Linked DNA regions of Mus musculus: region 1 is linked to region 2. Evidence: chromatin contacts called from public HiChIP or PLAC-seq data. All regions are on one chromosome and are shown on one strand. The core of a region is the stretch at or near the end of the contact, and the rest is flanking DNA. Distances in the headings are between cores, read along the strand shown. Region 1 overlaps Pepd (peptidase D). Region 2 holds the start of Pepd (peptidase D).

Region 1 (3,129 bases), core at 521-3,020, 55 kb before region 2:
CCCCACAGAGACTGACCACCATTCTTGAGAACTAGGCCAGAGAAGCCCAACACCCATGGCAACGTGCAATCCTGAGCTATCTAGAAGCCCTGTGGTCAGGGGAATGGAGCAGTTGCCCCTTGTCCTAGCACCAGCTGCAGGAAGGCAGATAGCCTACAGCAATGATAGACAGCTGGCAGCTGCTAGGGGCCCCCACCTTGGTGGCCAGACACACCCTGCCTGCTTGAGCCCCAGTTTCCTGAGTCACAGAGCAGAATTGGATCTACATGGCAGATGGGTTGGGCCTTAAGGTGTACTGCTGGCATCCAGGAATCTGCCCCATTGGCTGATGTTACCTGTAGTGGTTTGAATGAAAATGGCCCCCATAGGTCTATAAGGAGTGGCACTTCTAGGATTGTGGCCTTGTTGGAATAGGTGTGGTCTTGTTAGAGGAAGTGCATAACTAGGAGGTGGGCTTTTAGCTCTCAGAAGCTCAAGCCCAGGCCTAGTGGCTCACTGTCTCTGCCTGCTGCCTTCAGATTAAGAGACTGCAGCACACTGCCATGCTCCCTGCCACAACGGACTTAACCTCTGACAATGTAAGCCAGCCCAATTAAATGTAGTCCTTTATAAGGGCTGTCCTGCTTATGGTGTCACTTCACAGCAATAGAAACCCTAAGGACAGTACTTCTTGTATCCTCCCGAGTTCTAGCCCTTGGAACAGCCCAAGTGTACCACTTGACTCAGGCCTTTGGCCTTGACTCTCTACAATGTGTGTGCCCAGCAAAGTCCTGGCACTTTAAAGGGAGCAGTGCCAGGCACCTGGGAGAGCTGTGTCTGGCCCATGAGGAGAGAGTAAAGCTTGGAGCTGTTAGCTGACCTACACTGCTTGCCTTGAAGCCTTAGATGAGCAGCCTTAATCTGCATCGAAATAGAACTCCCAACCCTCAGTAGCACAAGTGATTGATTGCTTCTGGGACCCCCCCCATCCCCCACTACACCCAAATCCACAAACTGCACACACACTCCTGTACTTAGAATCCTTTCTAGATGACTTACCATACCCAACACAAAGGGAATGCGGTGTGAGGATTACTGTGTTGTTCAAGAAGAAATGACAAGAAAATGGGGCTCTGCATGTATACTACATTGTGGTTTAATTCTGCGGAAGTCCTTGGGGGCTCATGTTTTGATTACTTGCTCCCCAGATGGGGGTACGGTTTGGGGAGATTCTGGAATTTTAAGTAGGGACTAAATGGAAGTCACTGGGATGGAACCTTAAAATATGCCTCCACTTCCTGTCAGCTCTCTCTGCTTCCTGATTAGCCAGGGAGTGAACAGCTCTCTTCTGACACATGTTCCTGCAGCTACGATACTCTGACCAGGAGTATCATAGGGCCAAACACCTATGGATGTAATTGTGAACCAGAACAAACCCTCCTCCTGACCGCCTCAGTGGCTTTGAGAGGTACAGATGCAAAGTGACTGGCACAGCCACCACAGGACCCGCTATAGAGCACACAGACTATATGTGGAGTGGATGATATACAGAAACCAGCACTGAGGCAGGACTGAGGGCCCGAGGGATAGCAGAGGCTAGACAACAGAGTTCCTGTCCACTTCCTTCAGGTAGATTTAGCATGGTGCTCAGTGCTTGGTGGATTCAAGCATTGATTTTTAGAAAGTTCTGGAATGTCTTCCCTATTGTGGCTGACTAAACCCATGGAAATGGGGGATGACTGCATTGTCAAACACTGGAATGTTTGCATTCCACCAGTCCCACTCATAAAGCTGAACACACCTCAGAAAATAAACATAGCCTCCTTTCTTCTTCAATTACCATTTGCCACGGTCTCTCTGCTGTAGGTTCCAGGAATGGCAACAGCTATTGGCTGCTTTGCCCTAACTCACCCACTCAGGCACCAAGGCACTCATTTCTCAAGAGATGAAAGAAGTGGGAGCCAACCAGTCCTCTCCAGGAGTCTCGCTGATCCTCGCATCACTTGGGATGTTGCTGGTGGGACCAGCTGAGGTATGGATGTGTCTGCAGCCCAGTCAGGCCTGCTTCTTCACCACAGGCCTTTTTCAGTACACTTCCTGATCATTTATCTCAGAGATAGTTTCCCTAGGAACAGAGCCTGAAAAGGCACTTCATTCCCATTTTGTAGTCAGGCAAACTGAGACTTAGCCAAAACAGTATCGAACACTGCATGACCCATTGTGCTTCAAGAACTCCGTTCTCCTTACACTTCACACAAAACCAGAACTCTACACCCAAATTAATGATCAAATCCAACAGCAGAGGGTCATGGTTAACCATTCAAAAGCTCAGGAATGAGAGAAATAGTTCCAGGCATAGGCCAGCAGAAAAGATAATGAATGGATATGAGGTGCCTTTAAGATTAATTTTTATTATATTAAATTATGAGAACATCTGTGTGTGGGTTTGTGCATGTAGGTGTCACTGCAGATGGAGACCAGAAGCGGATGTTAGATCCACCTGGCTGGAGTCACAGGTGGTTGTGAACCACCATGTGGGTGCTGGAAACTCAGCTCCTCTGCAATAGTATGCATCCTTGACCACTGAGCCATCTCTCCAGCCCCTGGGATATTTTTAGAGCGTGGCATTGGTCTGAAAGTATAATTAAAAGCAGCAGAAGGTAAGGCGGTCAGCAAGTCAAGGAAATAAACTGTAAAAAAAAAAAAATCAGTGTTCAAAGTATGTGGCTTTGAGAACATCCACGAGAATTGGATGGGTTCATTTCCACACAGACACGCAAGACACTTAAGAATGCTCAATGATGTGGTAAATGAGGCGTGAAGTCCTATCCATAAGAGAAGAAAAAGGCAAATGAAACTCTGGATTAAACAGAGGCACAGAAACTGCAGTGACTTCCCAAGTACCCAACGGCACACATTTCCTTCCTGTGTAAGGGGGAGCTGGAGTCTCATGATGGATTTAGCGTCATGGGCAGGGTAGGTCAAATCAGAACTATTTGCATCCTAATAATGGCACATGTCCTACACAGTGCTGGTGGGTCTGAGTTCTAGTCAACAGGAGACATGGATGTGAAGGGGCACACGAAATGCTCCAACACAATCCAGAAGCTAGATCGCTTTACAGCACAGCAGTTACCCTTCTCAGAGGGC
Region 2 (3,187 bases), core at 81-2,580:
GCACTCTTCTACCCCTACCCTTCCTAACATCCCCTACCACCAGGTCCACACCCTCTTCCGCTGAAACCACAGCTCATGCTATCGGGGGTGGGGGTTGGGGGGGGGGAACTCTTTAAGAAGCCAAGTGGTAAATGAGGAAAATACCTAAAAAAAAAAAAAAAAGCCAAGTAGTAGTGACACACCCCTTTAATCCCAGCACTTGGGAGGCAGAGGCAGGTGGATCTCCAAATTCGAGGCCAGCCTGATCTACAGAGTGACTTCCAGGACAGCCAGGGCTACACAGAGGAACCCTGTCTTCAAACAAAGCAAAGCAAAACATAACAGATCTCAAGCAGGGTGTAGTGCCATCGTGCCTGGATTGTCAGCACTCTGAAGGGCAAAGCAGGAAGAATCTGAGTCCCAAGGCCAGCATGCGCTACATAGTGAGACCCTGTCTAAAATTCTTAAAAAGCAGATTCCAGATGACAATCCTTCTTGCTCCCCCAGGACAAAGTCTGGAGAAGTCACTAGCACCAAACCTACTAGTTCAGGGATGTACCCTACTCTCTCAGTCTTTATCTCTTAACCTTTGATCAGCTGTCCTTCCGTGACACTGAATAGAGCCCATCTGTCCAAACTTCCTCCCAGCCGAACCACTGACCCTTTAATCATACAGAATTATGGCAAGTCTAAGCGGAGCAATACACTGGGCTACTGAGGCCTGCATGGAGCCTGCATCGGAGCTAGTGAGGAGACAACTGACATACAGAAAGTCAGGCAGTATAGAATTGATCAGATAATTAAGGGAAGGTGTCTCAGAGGAGCTGACGTTTGGGCCAGGAAAGAATCAGGAAAGTGCTGGCCTGATTAACGGATATTCCACGGCCACTCCAAATACTACTCACACTTTCCCTCACTTTTGAGGAAGCGCCTGGGAACCTGGCGCCCAGACCAGGCTGGCCACCTCATCGGAGGGGCGTGGCAGTGAACAGATTTGTGAAGCTCCCACTTCGGCCACTTACGGTGAGGCTGCCACACTCGGGACTCCAGGGAAGCCACCCTCCCCCGCCCCACGAGGGCCAGTGGGCAGCCGCAAGCATGCAGGGGCTCTGCAGGTACCACTCGCCCAGCCCGGCTCTCGGTTCCGGTGCCCCAGAGAAGAAGCGCGCAGCCCGCAGCCCGCGGCCACAGAGCAACTCCAGTCAGAGCTCGGAGGCTGTCACCCACTGTTCAGCTAGGAATACCGAGGCAGGCCACCTCTACGCGGGCCGCAGGCAGGGCAAGGGACAAGCTCAGCACTCACCGCACAGTGGACGCCATGTTCACTCGGCGCTAGCGTCACGTGGAGTGCAGCGTCAGCTGAACCAGCTAGGGTTCCTCTGAGGAGGACGGGGCGGGGCCAGGGCGGGATTTTTAATGGGCGTGGTGGCTTCAGTCCCTCCCACTCCAGCTCCGGACTTCACACCCTTAAGTGGAGGAGTCCTGCAGCTGATTAAGCATCTCAGATTCCCACAAGAAACTAGAAGGAACTTGAGCAGCAACCCAGAAGGCTTTCCCTCTTGGGAAGAAGTGTCCTGAGACAGGAGATCAATTGATTCTAGGTTAGCCCCTGACCTTGTGTGTATGTTGCCGCCCACCCGCGAGAAGAACATACAAGAATAAAGAAACCATGGGGATCCACTTCTGTATCATTGGGAATAGAGGCCCCTTGGTCTTGCAAACTTTATATGCCCCAGTACAGGAGAACGCCAGGGCCAAGAAGTGGGAGTGGGTTGGTAGGGGAGCGGGGGGGGGGGGCGCATAGAGGACTCTTGGGATAGCATTTGAAATGTAAATGAAGAAAATATCTAATAAAAATTTTTTAATTTTAAAAAATAAATAAATAAATATTTATTCATATGGTAAAGAAAAAAGAAAAAAGAAACCATGGGGAGGAGGGCCAAAGATGATGGAGAGCTGGGACAACTGGAGTAATAGAAGCCTCCAGCATTCAGGAAAGGGAGTCTGGGGAGAAAGTCTCTGGCTGAGAGATAAGCAAGGCCTTCAGGGTCTTGTATATAAGTTGGAGAGTTAAATCTAATAGGCTCTAGTCCAAACCTCCTCAAGTGCAAGATGGAGGAGCTGAAGAAAGAGAAGCAGGGGCAGGGGCAGAGCAGGGGAGGGGAGGATGAGGTGGGGAATAGCAGAGCTGAGCCCTGGTGATAGAGGAGAGTCCTACAGAGAAATGAGCATCAGAAGGCAGGCACTGCCCTCCTTACTCTCAGCACTTAAAGACACTGGTTCAAGTGCTTTGCAGATGTTAGCACCACTGCTCACAGTGGTCTCACAAAAGCCCCATGAGGAAGGCAGGTGCTGTCTTAGCACCATCTTACAGAGGAGGAGACTAAGGTCCAGAAGGGTAAGCAACATGCCTGACCTCACACAGACTCTTGAGAACTTGGACACACACACACACACAGAGTGCATTAGCTCCATCTTCAGCTAAAGAGTCTCGACTCCCTAATAAGGGACGCCTTTTTAAAAATAGCAGAGGAGGAGCAGGTTTGTAGTAGGAAAGCCTGCCCCCAGCTAATCACAGCCCCACTTCTTTTGACATAAAATATGTCAAAATTAAACCAACTGCCAGCTTAATGCTTATTAATGTGTAAAAGAAGTAATTATCCTAAATATTTACAGAAGAGAGGCAGAGAACACCCAGCCATTGAACGGAGCACTCTTTCTGTAGTGTTAACCGGGAAGCACTACCCACGGCTCCTGCCCACCCAGGCCCATCTGCACAGTGGGCCTCGAGGCAGGGTCTGCTCTGACAGTCGGTTTTTTTCTGTGTCAGACACCTGCTGCCTCTCCCCGCCCCTCCCCATCAGAGGCTCCAGCAGGACCGGCCCCTCCCCCACTCTTGCTCAAGACCCTCTCCAGCAAGCCTGACCACATCCCTCGCTGCTCTCTATCAGACTCCATCATGGCCCTGCCACGTATCACAACTCCGCATCAAAGGCTGAGGCAGAGGATCCTCCTCCCCTGTTCCTGCCCATCAGAGGCGCTGGCAGGGACTCCAGGAGAAGCTGCTCAGGGTGTGGGAGAACCCTTTTTTTTTTTTTTTTTTTTTTTTTTTTTTTTTTTGAGTTACTCATGCAGGGCAGACCCAGACGCTGCTGAGAGCCAGGAGGCAATTGGGGAAAGATTGATTTTAGAGAGTCGGCGTGGGAGT

The links. HiChIP or PLAC-seq counts read pairs in DNA pulled down with a chosen protein or histone mark.
Region 1: an HNF4G HiChIP or PLAC-seq map of pancreatic cancer cells shows a contact between it and region 2. The contact joins the enhancer-like site here to the promoter of Pepd in region 2. A contact is called at or near these places in 1 of 39 promoter capture datasets (macrophages), 1 of 15 datasets of contacts at CTCF or cohesin (the NIH/3T3 cell line), 2 of 484 Hi-C or Micro-C datasets (both in cerebral cortex), 4 of 115 datasets of contacts at active chromatin or transcription factors (embryonic stem cells and pancreatic cancer cells) and 2 of 9 other capture datasets (adipose tissue and pancreatic islet).

The regions. Positions count from the first base shown.
Region 1 is chr7:34,966,317-34,969,445 of GRCm38.p6, reverse strand. The region is part of intron 7 of Pepd (peptidase D); the gene reads right to left. Among named protein-coding and RNA genes, the nearest start is that of Gm35534, 22 kb to the left of the region's middle. Within about 2 kb of position 1,770, at least 31 of the 459 cell types and tissues checked have an H3K27ac peak or open chromatin away from gene starts, as enhancers often do. A contact at or near this core is called in pancreatic cancer cells, where this site is marked.
Region 2 is chr7:34,910,550-34,913,736 of GRCm38.p6, reverse strand. Pepd (peptidase D) reads right to left here and starts at 1,330. Exons shown (of 15, transcript NM_008820.2): 1 at 1,283-1,330. The coding sequence starts at 1,299.